2 separate regions of the Cricetulus griseus genome follow, and region 2 is linked to region 1. A link is a contact called in public Hi-C data. All regions are on one chromosome and are shown on one strand. The core of a region is the stretch at or near the end of the contact, and the rest is flanking DNA. Distances in the headings are between cores, read along the strand shown. Region 1 holds the start of Tab2 (TGF-beta-activated kinase 1 and MAP3K7-binding protein 2). Region 2 has its middle 43 kb from the start of Zc3h12d.

Region 1 (7,693 bases), core at 3,642-6,141:
CCAGGCCCAGGAGACAGTGCCACCCTCCACCTCAGTTAGCCCACTCTGAAATGCCCCACAGAGATGCCCCATTAAGTTGAGAAACAAGATTAACCATGACAGGAAGAGTAAGGAAAGCAGTTTTGGAAAACATTTTCTCTCTCCTTCCTTCCTTCTTCTAGATATTAGCATTCCAGATGCCTGGGACTTCAAGGACCATCTTGTTATTGGCCTCAAATTGATTTGAAAGCCCAACGCAGGAAAGCAGAAATGGAAAGAACCCAGACCTTGACTGTATTATTGCACTTTTAAGCCTTTCATACTGATGTCTACAGTTTTGAAATCCCCAAATCTCTGAAATATGAATGTTTATATCACTTAATATTTTAGGTTCTACTGTCCTCTAACTCACTATAGAACTGAGGATGACTGTGAACGCCTGGCTTGTCTGCTTGTGCCTCAGGGTGCTAGGATTACAGGTATACAGCATTGTGTCTTACTACTTAAACCATTTTTAAATTCAGATTTATCAAATATTACTAATAGTCCACACTATAGCAGCTTCTCTGTGTCTCCCATTTGGGCTACTGCAATGCTATATGATCTGTGGCTTCACTCCTCACCCAAAGTCCTTGGGAATGGGTGACTCGGGAAGGAGTGGGGAGAGGGAGAGAATACACAGAGGTCAACGTCTTAACTAGCTTACCAGCAAACCCCAGAGACCAATCTATCTCTGCCTCCCCAGTGCTGGGATTAGAGACACGTGCCATCTTGCCTCGATTTTATTGTGTGGGGTCTGGGAATCAAACAGGTTTTCATGTTTATCCAAAAAGCACTTTACCCACTGAGGCAACGTGACAGCCTTAAGAGCATCTTTCTTAAAGAGCCATTTATTTAATCTCGTCTTTTTTCTTGTCTAAACACAAGTCTCTTCTCATTGCCTGAAGAACGGGGTAGGCTCAGTGTTTGTGGTTTTATGCAGCCCTGCCTTCCTTTACATCTTTTATGCTATAGCTATGCAGAATTAAGTGTTTCTCTCACATAAGTCTCTCTTGCTTTGTTCAAGTTGTCATTGCCTGGAACCCTCTTGCTTCACCTCCACCTGTCACATGCAATCTTCCTCTTGAGACTTGCCCTGCTTTTCCTACTTCCACGCCCTGCAAAGTAATCTCTTGACTCCTCAGCTTCTATGGTGACTATCACCGGCTACCTTGTGCAGATGCTATTTATACAGTGTAATCTCTTCCGCCACCAGTTCTGTTGAACAACATTTTCTGAGAAGATGGAACATACAGGTTATTGCACACTTGAACTTCGGGCGGCACAGCTGAGGGTATAAATTTTAATTTGACTTAAATAACCACAAGTACCTTGTGCTTACTGTATCAGAAAGCACAAAAGTACACTAAAATGTTCTTGGATGCCAAATGGGATTTTATCCAGTTTCCTGTAGCCGCTACAAAGAATACCTGGAAGACAGTTTGTCCTCCTTATTTTCATCAGTCTTGTAGATAGAGATGAATATTCACCAACTGCATAAACATAGAAATCACATTTATAAAACACTTAAAAGCATTCCTAGCCATTTATATTACAGATGAAACATCAGATTGAAAACCAAAGAAGAAACACCCTGGTGACCCAGACTTCCACTGTGAGTGGTGAAAACCAGAGAGGGCAAATATCTGTCTCTGGCTTGCTTGCTCTATGCCTTCCCTTGCTGAAATAAGGGAACTCCTAGGACTTCAAGTTCTTTGATTTTGTTCTGTTATTGTGTGCTATGGATCAAGTATGGGGCCTCACACAGGAACGTGGTCTACCACTGAGCAATGCATCTCCAGTCCAGACTAGTTTTTTTGTTTTTTTAAGTATTTATTTTGTAATAATGTCAAGCCTATATTTAAAAAAAAAACAGCAAGATTTTTGCGGACTTGAGGGATGAGAGACTGTTTTTACTGGAGAGATGGCTCACCTGTTAAAGGCTAGGTTCACAAGCAAACTTTCAGAGCATTGCAAGATATTACAAATGGTCTAAAGTTATCAAACTTAACTTTTAAAATATCTGTGATTGGCCAGGATTTTTTCTCTTTTTCTTTTTTTTTTTCTTTTTCTTTTTTTTTTTTTTTAAGTTTTTGCAGGGTTTCTCTGTGTAACTACCTTGGCTGTCCTGGAACTCACTCTGTAGACCAGGCTGGCCTCAACTGAACTCACGGAGATCCGCCTGCCTCTGCCTCCCAAGAGCTGGGGTTAAAGGTGTGCACCACCAACGCCCTGCCCAAGATTTAAATTTTATCAGCACTCTTTTCTGTATGTGTATGGCAAATATGAATGTATACATACATATACAGAGGGCATATAGAATATACATACTTATTTTTTCTGGGCCACTTAGGAGAAAGTTTTACCCTGTTAGTACTTCAGTGTGTTTCTTTAAGAAGAGTATCATACAGAACAAATTCAGGAAGGTTAACAAAAACAGTTGTACCTGTAGTCCATAACCAACTTCACAAATTATTCCATTAATATGCTTTGAAACTTTTTCTCTTCCGGTAAGAGATCAACTTCCCGTCTGTGTTACATTGCATTTAGATGCCATGTCCCTTTAGTTTCCTTACCCTGAGGTCTTTGTTTCTTACAACATTGTCAATGTTTTTAAAATAGGTTGGTTCTTTCACAGAATTTTCCTCTACACAGCTGTCTGAGGTTTCTCATTATCAGACAGAGGTCCAAGCTCTTCAGACTTCGTGCAAGGATGTACTGTTATATTACATATATCTCCTCCTTGTTCTTAGATCAGACCTACTTATACCCATTACATTTTTTATATAGAAAATATTAATTTCTATTAAAACATGTACACGAAGAGTTCATAAAACAAATTTCTAACCGAGACTATTTTTTACTTAAAGTACCTAATTCTATTATTTCCAAAGTATATGTTGGCCTTGTGCCTTAGTTTATTTATTGACTTAATTGATTCAATTAACCTAAAATTATTGCTTCAGTTATACTGAATATGGAAATAATTCCTCAGAGAACTGTTGTGAAGCATTAGGGTTCAATGACTTTTATTACTTTGAATTAATGAAAACATCATCTACTATGAAAATCATAATTTACTTTCACTTCACACGCACACACAATTTTTAAAGTATATACTCTTATTAATGTCATCTCCAACAGAGAGAAAAATTTAAAGTTTCAGTGTAAAACATTAGCACTTCTGACTTCTGAAGGGATAAAGGTTTTGAATTGTAGCTAAACCCCAATACTTCAGGTTTTGTTTACTTTTTTAATTAATTTTTTTTAATTTTTGAGACAGGGTTTCTCTGTGTAGTTCTGGCTGTCCTGGAACTCACTCTGTAGACCAGGCAGGCCTTGAAGGCACGGAGATCTGCCTGCCTCTGCCTTCTGAGTGCACCACCACAGGCCCAGGTTGTTTTTTTGTTTTTAATTAGCGTGAAAAAGGAAGTGGAATGATTATATTTAAATGTTAAAAAAAAGGGGTTTTTAAAACAATAAACTCCCGTACCCATGGAGCTTATACTGGAAATAGACTAATAAAAACAGTCCTTCGGGATTTTTCTCGGGAGTAAGAATTTCTTCAAGGAAGAAACTGGCAGCGATATGCACACTTTGGACAGGGTCAGAAAAATAATGCTCGCTCTCTCTCTCTCTACTTTTTTTTTTGGACGTATGAAAACGCCAGGATTTTAAAACAAATATCTTACTTTGTGAGAAACATCCGAACGTTGAGCATTTTCCCCCACCCCGAGGGAAAATTAAACCCGTATATCTTTAAGAAGATAGAAACTTCAAGTGTCCCCCTCTCCCCTCCAAGCTAAAGTGTCTTTGGCTCTGCTTCTAGGACTTCTAGGAACGCGCAATTAAAATCGAAACAACTCGCTTGCACCATTGAGATCCTTTTCCTTTTCCCCACACACAGCTGCTCAAAGTCCAGAGCCCGATCCCAACTCCGCTCGGGCCGCGCGGATTCCAGGACGCGTCCCGCACCGCCCGGGCTCCGTCCCCGCGGTCCCTCCCGGGTCACCCGCGGCCTCGGCGCGGCGGAGCTCCAAGGGGGTGTGTCCGGCTCGCAGGCCGGGAGAGGGGCCCCGCAGGCCGGGCGCTCGCCTCCGCTGCGGGCCCACACCTGCTCTACGGCCCGCCACCCCGGTGCGTGGCCGCCGAGCCGTGCGGCCTGTCACCCGCTTCCGGACCCGCGAGCCCCTCCGCCGCGGCGGCGCTCGCGAGGGTCGGAGCGTAGTTCCTCCCCCTGCCCCCAGCCCGCCCGGCCCGGCCCCCGGCCCGGCCCGGCCCGGCCCGGAGCGCCCGAGTGTGAGGGGCCGCAATAGTCTCCTCAGCCCGCAAGCGCCCAGACTCGCCGTCGCCCCCTCCGCCACGGCGAGACAGACGGGCGTGGGGACCGCGAGTGCCGGGGGTGGGGCGGGGAAAAGCGCATCCCCGCCACCCGGCGGAGGGAAGCCTCGTCACAGCCGCCGCCTGGGCCGCGGCCGCAGATCTCGCGGTGTTTGCCGGCCGCCGCGCCGCCATATTGTGTGGCCGTATTTTGATGCGGACTGGGCTGGCGGAGCCGCGGCGAGAGCGAGCGAGAGCTGGGGGGGTGGGGGAGGGCAGGCGAGCGGCCGGGGGGTGGGGCGGAGGGAGGCAGGGCGGCCGTGCGAGCCGGAGCCGAGCAGCGGGCCGCGGCGACGCCGCCCCGGCCATCGCTTTGATCCGCGGCAGGAGCCGGCGGCGGGGCGCCCCAGGCCGACCCCGTCCCCTCCCCCTCAGCCGCGAGCGGCGGCGGCAGCGGCGGCGGCGGCCGGAGGGAGTTGGCGGCGGCCGGGCGGAGGGCGCTGAGCGGGGAGGGAGGGAGGGCTGAGGTGTCCCCCCTGCCGGGTGGAATCGGCGCTGGCGGCGGCCGTGGTGGCGGAGGCGGCAGCGGCGGAGGCGGAGGCGGCGACGACGGGGGAGACGGCTGCCCAAGTGGGAGAGGCGGCGGGCGGCGGCGGACGAGGAGGAGGGGGAAGCCGCGGCGGCGGCGAAGGGTAAGCGGACGGCGCTGCCGGGCCTCGGCGGGATCCCCCAGCCCGCTCCCCGTGCCTGCCTTGCTTCGGGGACCGGCTCTCCCCGGCGCGCGAGGCCCTAGTGGGGCGTCCGCGCCTTCCTCGCCTTCTTCCTCGCTCCGCCCGGGTCCTGCCCGCCGTGGCGAGGCGCAGGGAGGCCCCCCAAGTCCTGCAGGGCGGGTGGGGGCGGGGAACATAGGGCCTTGGCCTGGGCTCCGGGGCGTCGGGGGAGGGGGACCGAGCGGGCCTGCCCTGGAGCCCGGCGCCGGGGAGAGCCGGGGTGGGGGTGCCTGGCCCCCCGACCCGCCCCCAGGCCCGCGATCTGGAAGTGGGTGGGAGGGAGGGAGCCGGGCAACTTTCGGGGGGACCCAGTCTGGATAAAGCTGACTTAGGGGCCCCAGAGTTGAGGGAGAACCAGGGAAGTTATGTGTAGGTTGGAGAGGAAACACATCGCTCCTTTTCCTTTCCGATTTTGCTGTTCTGCGAGCCTTCCTCGAAGTGGGGAGCACGCCCCGCTGCGAATAGGTGCCCCCCTTAGATTCACCAGACGGACCGCGAGATTGTGGTTGAAAAGCGGGAGGCTTGCGAGGGTCTCTGGGCGTTGCTGACAGGTGACAGGTGGATCTGTCTGTTGCAGATGCTGTAGAATTGTTCCCTGCAGAGGTGTAGACCCAAAGTGTCAGGGAGCATGTGAGTTTGTATTTACGTGTTTGGCCAGGTTTCATTCCATATATAGTATATTTGAGATGCTAAGTTTCCATTCAAGTCCGCTTAATTGTTATGGAAGAATTCTTCAAATGTTTCTGATAAGAGGGTTTTCCAGGAGAGTGGAGGGGATTTGCTGCTACACAGTGCTTTTCTTCTAGTCTCTTGAAATTCAGGTTCCCCGAAGCTCAGGAGGCTGTTGGCAGATGGGCTTTTTATTCATTGGGAAGTTCTCGGACACTTACGTTGTATTCAAGGCAACAGCCAGACAGTACAGTTTTGCATCCATTTTGTCAGTTCTAGGTAAGTTAGTAAAGTGCCAAATTTTGGGGTCAGGTTGATTGGCATCATATAAAAGGAATTAGTTTCTTAGCATACTCAAAAGATGTTGCTCATTATGCAATTTCAGATTTATCTGGGAATTTTGATGGGTACAACAGATTAGATTTTTTGGCTTTCAGCTATCACTGTTTAACATACTGTTGGTACAATAGCAGTTTTGACTCCTTTTCAAAAATACCCTTATAATGTTTCTGTAAAGGTCAGTCCACAATTACTTTTTAAACTTGACAGTTTGAAACTTTTTTTAAAAAATATAGGCGTTTCTAATAAGTGAAGAGTTGCTTTTTATATTACTGTATGCCTTAGCTGGCTACTTTAATTTGAACCCTAGGAAGAATTTTCAGATTTCTGAGTTGCAAGCAGAGCTAGTAGCCAGATAGTCCAGGAAGGATTCTGTAGCTTTTAAAATGTGTGTGGAATGAGTATGTTGAATGGTGGCACTATCTGCATTAACAGGAAATAGAACAAAAATTCCAGTGATTCAGAACTTCTGTTTGCCCCTCCACCAGTTTGAAATAGAGAGCGCTTTATATTTTCAACCTTAAAGAATCAAACTGAAAGTTAATATGCTAATTACAATGTTATCCACTGAACATATGCCATCAGTTGGTTTTCCTTTTTGTTTCATGAAATAGCCTTTTTTCTTAGTTAGACATAGTTTCCAAAGGACACTATGAAATATCACTATTCAAAACCTTCTGGAAGCTCTCATAATAGAACCAGTGTTTGTGTAATTCATTAATAAATGGATGAAATGATCAGAGGTGCAAATGATATGCTTCCTGAAAAGCAAATTTTAAGCCAATCCCATTTGATTGAAGGAGCCACCTGTGTTTGGTATTCTGTGGAAAGAAGTTCTTGCCTTTAGCTAAGGATATGGTAAGGCTTGTAGTTAATGACACCTAGTAAAATGAGGCAAATTCTGCATAGTTAGGTGGGTACTACCTGGACCCCTAATTATGTTGATATTGAGTGTTTTATATGCTGGCAAAAGTCAACATGATTGGTTTTGTGCTTTGACAGAAATTAAAGCTTTATTCTACTTCTATGTAAGGAAAATTCCAAAGAACTGTTTAGAAAGCCATTACCTGTGATCCACCTTCATTTTGAGAGATAGGCATGAATTATATAGATTGCTTGATTTTCTGAGTTATGTGCTACAAATGTCCCTGTAGGATGAATTTTCTAAAACTGAAGTTGCACACACACACATACACACTAAATGTTTATTTTTATGAATATTCGGATCCTTAAAAGAGTTTTGCTTTTACTGCCTTTTTTAAGTTCCTGGAATTATTTATAACATGTAAGGCTCATAGATTAAGTTTTAACTTTCATTATATCTGCTTGGCCAGATTCACATGCTGCAGGAACAGCAGCAATGATTTTTTTTGTTTCGATTGACTTTTGCTATCTTTCTTTAATAAGAACTCTGTAAAATCAGGGGTTATGCTGTGATAGACAGGTGTGAAGATGAGTGCACTGCAGGAGTGGAGAGGAAGATGCTGGCAGAGGATTGGATGAACAGTTTGCAGGGATATAGAAATGTGGGCAGTGATGGCTGCAAGTACAGGAAAGTAACGGCTGGACTGTATTAA
Region 2 (7,731 bases), core at 1,052-3,551, 73 kb after region 1:
CAAGAGGCAGGAGGTAGATTCTGGAACATCTATACAAGTGGGATACAGTCAGCATTGGGAAGGGCAGATGCTGACAGAGCCTGCCTGGGTGTCCAGTGCATCACACTGTTGAAGGGAAGGTGCAGAAGATCCCATCCTGTCTAGTACCTCCACAGGAAAGGCAGCGCACTCCACAGTGACAGCAAGCAGAGGGTAGTAGACCAGGACTCCCTGAGAAGGGAAGCACAGACTTTAAGGGTGACAGAAATGGGCTACATGTTCACTGTGGAAAGGTTACACAAGAAATATCAATATTCATGGGCTCAGTGGGTACTTGCCACCGGCTCTGACGACCTGAAGTCAGTCTCCAGCACCCAAAGTAGAAGAGAACGGACTCCTGAAAAGTTGTCCTCTGACCTCCATATACATACTGTGACAAATGCCCACCACCACCAAACACACACACACACTCACATGGAGACACACACACACACACTCACACACACACACACACACACACACACACACACACACACACACAGTGCAACTTGAAAAATGTAAAATTCATGTCAGGCAGTTGGCACTGCTATTTTATGGTATTGTGTATAGAGTCCATTCCATCAGTTTTAACAAGTTAAATACATTTCTTACAGTTTTAGATGCTTGACAAGCCCCGGGATCAAGATAGCAGCTAATTCTAAGTTGCAGAAGGACCATCCCAGAATCATAAATCTTTATGCCTTGTCCTCACATTGAAGAAGATAAGTCGGGACTCCAAGGCCTCGTCTACGTTGTTTTGCTTTGCTTTGTTGAGAGAGGTCTTCCCACATAGCCCAGGCTATCCTCAAATCCACTACCATCCTTAGCCTGTCAAGTGCTGGGATTACATGTTTCCATTGCCAAGGCTCTTACAAGGGCCCTTGTGACCTAACCACCTTGCAGAGGTCCCAAAGGAGCCCTGGTGAATAGATTCCAAAGCCTGCCTTAACAATGGGGACACAAACATTTAGTCTATAATGTACAGAAATTTAAAGCCATCAAAGTTATTTTTAAAAAGAAGCTTTAGCAAAAACAAAAATAAATAAAAAGTGTTTACGACACAGAACGAGCATGAGAAAGGCACTTGGCGGGGGAGGCTCAGAATCATAGAAGTCACCAACCAGAGATCCGATAGGAATCAACAAATCAGAAAATAACGCCCAATCCACAGGCAACTCGAAAGCACAGCCATCCCCCTGCCCGAGAACAGCCATGATCTTTCCTGTTGCTAGCTCATCTTACTTTACTTGTGTTAACAGTGTATAATAGTATATAAACCAGTCCCTCCACTGTTTCACTGCATGTCTGTGCTAGTTGTGTCATGGTTCAGAAACTGTCCACATGAATACTGCAGCAAACACCCAGATCCCTGCTCTCCTGGTACCTGAGGCTTCCACCCCTACAGGCTCTCTCTTTAGCATGGGGCCGGAGCCTCATTGCTCCATGGTGCTCACAGTCCTACACAGCTAGCCTTGGGTGTTCTCCTAAGGAGTACCAACATCAGCGGTGTTGTGGGCCAGACATCAGGCTTCCTCAAAGCTTGGATTTTGTGGTATGAGCATTCTCGTCACAAAGCCATTCCTCACTTTTGGTTGTTCTGTTTCCAGGGGCCTTCCATTAAAACACAAAAATCTGGCAGTTCTATAGCTAAAATACTCCCTAATGAGTAGCATGGAGCCTGCCTAGCAGGTCCCAAACATCATCAGATGATTCAGGTCACTAGAGTTAAACCCTCACTTAGAACTTGCACTGCAGACTTATTCAGAGTTACAGCATCTGGGGGCGTTCAGGGCCGTGACACTAAACACATAGTCACTTCCTGGGCTTACCCCTCTTGGCCCGGGGTTGATGCCATGCCACATATCTCATGAGATTCCTCCTCTCTGTATTGCCAGACTTGAAATTATAATACAGCAGTGGTGGTCATTCCTGTAATCCCAGCTCTGGGAGATAAAGAGGATGGAAGATCAAGAGTTCAAAGTCAGCCTTGGCTACTTAAGGAGTTTGGGGCCACTCTAGCTAACATGAGACCCTATCTCAGAAAAGAAACACAATATTTTCATTTTGGTTCTCTCTTTAGTAGCATATGTTCAAACCCAGGGAACAAATTAAATTCTAAGTGTGTGTCCTTTTAACAAAACAAAACGAAAACCTTTTCCATCATTTCCTGGCTTTTATCTTTTCTATCTTTTGTGCTGTGGAGACCCTTGTGCTCACAGCTCAGTGCTCAAGTATTCAGTCTTAGTCACCTTGGTTTTAGCTGAGTCTTCCTGCAGCTGCTGCTGCTATTGCAGTTGAAGTAGGCTGGGAAAAGGCATAAGCAGATGCAAAGCAGAGGGTGTCTCAGTACCCTGAGGGCTGGAAGCTTTGCCCCGGATCCTACATCGGCTGCCTCTTGAGCTGTGGTCTGCTTGCCAGATCCTATTCACCTTCTTCCTTGTGTTTAGGTTGGGTGGATTCCCACAGCTGACGTCACTTCTTGTCCCTCTCTCTTCCACGCTGTCTGGATGCCCTCTAACAGGGGAGGTGGAGAAGACAGTACCTCAAAAACACAATCTCCTTCCACACTAAATTCAGTGAAAGGCAGGGAATGAGGCCTGGTTTTTCCTCCAGACTTGCTTCACACACATATACCCGACGCTGTCTTCAGTCAGTGGCTTGATATGTGGCCTGGGCCCTGAACTGCTGACTAAACAGAACTGAAGTCAAGCGAGGGATGGGAGGGGTGAGAGGGGAGACTCAAATACAGACAGACAGCCTAATTACAAGGGAACATTTTATGTTGAAAACATCGTCAGCCGGAAAAACTGAAAGAAAAAAAGCTTGAGCAAGCTCTTCTCAGTCTAGCCTCCAGAAACATGCTCTTACAAGGTCCACATTGCCATGCTCCAAAAGAAACCATTAGAGTAGAGGGTTTCCAGACTGGTCCACTCCAAGAGACAACATCTGCTGAGTATAGGAGAAGATCCCTGGAGAGAGGACTGTGGCTGCATTGTACATTCTGGGGAGGGAAGTGATCAGGGTCCACACTGTCCTTCTGCCTTCAAAACAGACACACTTATCACCTTCTCTCCTTTCTTAGGCCTCTCCCGCCCCTCTCATAGCCCCTTCCCACCTTCATGTCCTACATATAAATAGATGGGTGCTGGGAATCAAACTTTGTTGTGAGTTACCCCCCTCGAACACCTCTGAGGAGGGAGTGAGAAGACAACACCAACAACTCAGGCACTGGGAGTCAGTGAGTAAGCAGCCTGTGCTGCAGGTTACTGAGGAAGTCAGGCCTGCCTTCATACCCCTTCCCAAGGTCTATTGGCTCAGGGGGCTGACTCTGCTGCATTGTCCTTTCCTCATTGGTGTCTCTGGTCAGGTGTCTCTTCATCAGCAGTCTCTGGAGGTAGAAGCAGGTTTGGCTCAGGGAGGAGGTGCCTGCCTCGAATGCTCATGCAGGCTAGCCTGGCTCCTGTGGCTTGGATAGCCTGGCCAAAGTTTCTCCTACAAAACTTGGGTCCCCTATAGGCGGTGGTGGCACACACCTTTAATCCCAGCACTGGGGAGGCAGAGGCAGGTGGATCTCTGTGAGTTTGAGGCCAGCCTGGTCTACAGAGAGAGTTCCAGGACAGGCTCCCCAGCAATATAGAGAAACCCTGTCTCGAAACACCCCCCCCAAAAAAAACCAACATAACAAAAAAACTTGGGTCCCCCAAAAGAGCAACAAGCACATTCGTTGTTGTTAATGCATAGGTGTTTTTTGCCTGCATGTGTATGCACTAGTAGTGTCCTGGTGCCCACAGAGGCCAGAAGAGGCCATCAAATCCCCTGGAACTGGGGTTACAGACAGTTCTGAGCTACCATGTGGGTGCTGGGAACTGAACCTGGATCCTCTTGGAAGATCGTCAGTGCTCTTAACCACTGAGCTATCTCTGCAGCCTCTGGGTTTACTCTTTTACGCATTGCTATCAAGTTTCCTCGGCAGGGCTTACTGAAGAGTCCATCTGTTCTCCGGTGTGTGCTTTTGGCAAGATCTAGTGCCTATAGTTGTGTTGATTTCCAGATCTACCACTTATTTTTCCATTGTTCTGTACATGTTCCTCTCCAAGGCTTAAAAATCACTTTACAAATGGCAAAGATGGAATGACAAGTCACAGGCACAGTGCCGTGACTTGGAAAGCATTCAAGAAGCTGCAACAGGAAGTTCACTATGGCCATGGCTTCCTTTGTCCTGGATGGCTCATTCCTGCCTGGGATATTTACTAAAACTCTATTTCTCCATCACGCTGATTCTTCCCATGTCTGCTAAAATCATGTCCTGTCCATTATCAACTGCTCTGTCTTTGCTCTACCTGAAGGGAAGGGGCAGTCCCAAGGTGTTCCAGTCCCAGTGTCTACAGACAATGAAGGTGGCCCACAGACCAGCAGGGAGGGGAGTGCAGCTTGTTTCAGACTTACTGGAGAAGTGCGTCTTGAGTGGCATCAAGACAAGCCCATCCCTGCAAGGGAGGTCAGAACTGTCAGCACCAAGATTGGTCAGGGCACAAGGAACCATGTCGGCTGGAGTTCCTGGTTTATCTGAAGCTGACACCAAAGACTCTGAGCTCGCTTATGACAGAGACAGCCCCACAGTCCTGACATAGAGCTCCACACTCCACTCATGGGTTTGCCCATCCTTACAATATGCTGGGAAACCGCAGGGAGAAAACTCAGTGATCATCCTTGGCAGCAGGCATGGGATTAGGACTCAAGATGGCCACAGTGTTTTTTATATCCTGATCGTGGTTTCCTTTCTTCCTGGATCTTCCCCACCACCCCACCCATCCAACTTTATACCTTCTTTCTCTGTCCCTTTAAAAAGCAAACAGGAAAATTAAAATAATAATAATAATAATAACAAAAAATTTTAAGGCACAAGAAACAGACAGATACACACACCCAAAAACAATACCATAAAAACACAAAATCAGAAACCATAATATGCTAACAAAGATTAATCAGATTTTCTTTAATGGCTAGATAAATGTGAGACAAAAAGAATCTACAAAAATACCATTGAGTTTGTTTATGTCGACCTTCTACCACTATGCATGGGCTCTGCCCTCTAGTGTGATTTGTATAACCAGTAAGACGCCACTGGAGAAAACTAAGTTTCTTTTACAATCGGAAGTCACTTGGAGACAGCTTCTTGATTAGGGATGGGAGCTTGTGTCCACTCCCAGTCTCAGCACTGGGACACTGTCCGGCTTGAACCTGTGCAGGTCCTCAGGGTTTCTCTGTGTAGCCCTTACTGTCCTTGAACTTGCTCTGTAGACCAGGCTGGCTTCGAACTCACAGAGATCCACCTGCCTCTGCCTCCCAAGTGCTGGGATTAAAGGCGTGAGCAACATAATCTTTTTAAACTAAATTTTGCTGTGGAATACTCCTCTTGTACACTGTAAAGATTCATCACTCAAATTAGTTTAATAAAATGCTGATTGGCCAGTAGCCAGGCAGGAAGTATAGGCAGGGTGAGCACACTGAAGATGATGGGAAGGAGAAGGGAGGAGTCAGGAGTCTCAAAGAAATGCAGGGAAGCAAGATGGGCATGCCATACTGAGAAAAGGTACCACGTCATGTGGCAAGAAAGAAATAGGAACGTGGGTTAACTTAAAATATAAAATCTAGTTAGGAATAAGCCTGAGCTATTGGCCATTAAGCCTCCATGTTTATATGAGAGCAACTGTGGGACAGGAAAACTCCACCTACAAAAATTTTTTTTTCCTTGCCTATGAGATAGTGTGATGCTAATGGCAGTTTGGGGTTTGTTTGTGATGCATTCTTGCTGATGAAGAGCTGGGAAGGTGGCTGTCCAGTGACAACTAAACTTACTCGTTGGTAAGTAGTTTGGCAATAGCATCAGAGGCTGTAAAACATGTGTTACTTTGCTTATATCTAACAATCTACTTTGGATGAATTTCAGAAAGTTTTAGGTCAAGATACTTTCATGTCTCTAAATGCCTTGGCCTAAAGAAGGAGAAATAAATAGTGTGCAACAAATTAAGTAAATGTCTGCCTCTCTGATGGGAAAATATATTTGTCACCATGTTGTATTTGCAATCTCTATAGGAAGAGGACATATGATATTATTACAAGACAAAACCAGAATTCTGACATTATACCTGCAGAATGGCTTCAACTACACATCAGAAATGATGAACTAACATCCCAGATTGTTAAAAGGAAACACATCAAATGTATCTTTCTCTTGTTGCTTCGTTTCTTGGGTTTTCTCCCTAAAACAGGTGTCCCCTTGTTATGTTCATTTGACATTCATTTACTTATTTGTTGAATCCCACAGTAGGTGTGTGGAAGTCAGAGGACAACTTCCAGGAGCTGGTTCTTATCTTCCACCATTTGAGTCTTGGGGATCTCAACACAGGCCATCCCTCTTGGTGGCTCACACCTTTAAATATGAAGCAGTCTTGCTGGCCATAGTATTTCTTTGATATTCAAATGCATGTTTTTTTCTAAAGACAAATAAATGCTGGGACTTTTTCATCCAAAGTGTAACCATGTGCTGTGTGTGGCTACAGGTATACAGACAGGGAGGCTGTAACTTCTCTTAGGAAAGGAGCAGGAAGCAGACTAGGAATGGTGGATGCTCCAACACCCAACACATGACCAAAGGCCTGAGCCTCCTTCACAAAGTCAAGATTGGTGTTAACACCAGTCACTTTTGTGTTTCCCTGGGGAATGTGCAGTCTTGAACTTCTTTATTGTATTTCCCAAGGCAGAAATAACAAACCAATAAATCACCAGCAGAGAACCCATTCAAGTGACAGAAGAATTTAGGGGAAAATCCCCAGCATTGTGGCATGCAACACAGCATGCCATACACAGCTGGGCTTTGCAGGGACATTAGCTGTCAGATATAGCAGCCATGAGTGGCATGCGATTGTTGGTGTGTAGAATTAATTAAATGAAAATTAAAGTTTAGTCCCTCAGTCACACTAACCACATATATCCGTGTGTCCTGCAGGGAACAGAGAGGAACATTCCATCACTGCTGTCAGTGCCGATAGAGGAGCTTAGCCAGCATATTCCATATGCAAAGATGGGTCAGCACTTAAGAATCATGAGGCCGTGTGTAGTGGCACACACCTGGAATCCAAGGACTAAGGAGGCATGGGTAGGGGTCTCTGTAAGTTCCAAGCAATCTGGTCTCCATAGTAAGGCCCAGGTTAGCCAAGACAACCTAGAGAGACCCTGTCTCAAAAGAAAAAAGAGGCCTCAGAGGTTAAGAGCACCGACTGATCTTCCAGAGGTCCTGAGTTCAATTCCCAGCAACCACATGGTGTCTCACAACCATCCGTTATGAGATCTGGTTCCCTCTTCTGGTGTGCAGATATATATGGAAGCAGAATGTTGTATACATAATAAATAAATAAAATCTTAAAAAAAGAATATATATATATATATATATATATATATATATATATATCACCCCGGAGGATGAAAGAATGTGATTGTTTTAGGTTGCCTTCTGTTACTGTGATAAACACCATGACCCAAAAAGCACCTTGGGTAAGGAACGAGTTTATTTCCTCTTTCCAGTCCATCAAGAGAAACCAGGTCTGAAGCAGAGCCCATGGAAGAATGCTTTTTACTGCCTCACTCCCTGTTTCTTACACAGTCCAGGACCACCTACCCAGAGGTGGCACCACCCACAGTGGGCCAGACCCT

The links. A called contact is a pair of places that touch in the nucleus more often than the background predicts.
Region 2: a contact with region 1 is called in a Hi-C map of the CHO-K1 cell line, with 3 times the contacts expected there. The contact joins the enhancer-like site here to the promoter of Tab2 in region 1. A contact is called at or near these places in 2 of 8 Hi-C or Micro-C datasets (both in the CHO-K1 cell line).

The regions. Positions count from the first base shown.
Region 1 is chr2:280,157,096-280,164,788 of CriGri-PICRH-1.0, forward strand. Tab2 (TGF-beta-activated kinase 1 and MAP3K7-binding protein 2) reads left to right here and starts at 4,892. Exons shown (of 8, transcript XM_027402047.2): 1 at 4,892-5,030.
Region 2 is chr2:280,232,695-280,240,425 of CriGri-PICRH-1.0, forward strand. No RefSeq gene overlaps it. Among named protein-coding and RNA genes, the nearest start is that of Zc3h12d, 43 kb to the right of the region's middle. Within about 2 kb of position 2,302, at least 2 of the 6 cell types and tissues checked have open chromatin away from gene starts, as enhancers often do. A contact at or near this core is called in the CHO-K1 cell line, where this site is marked.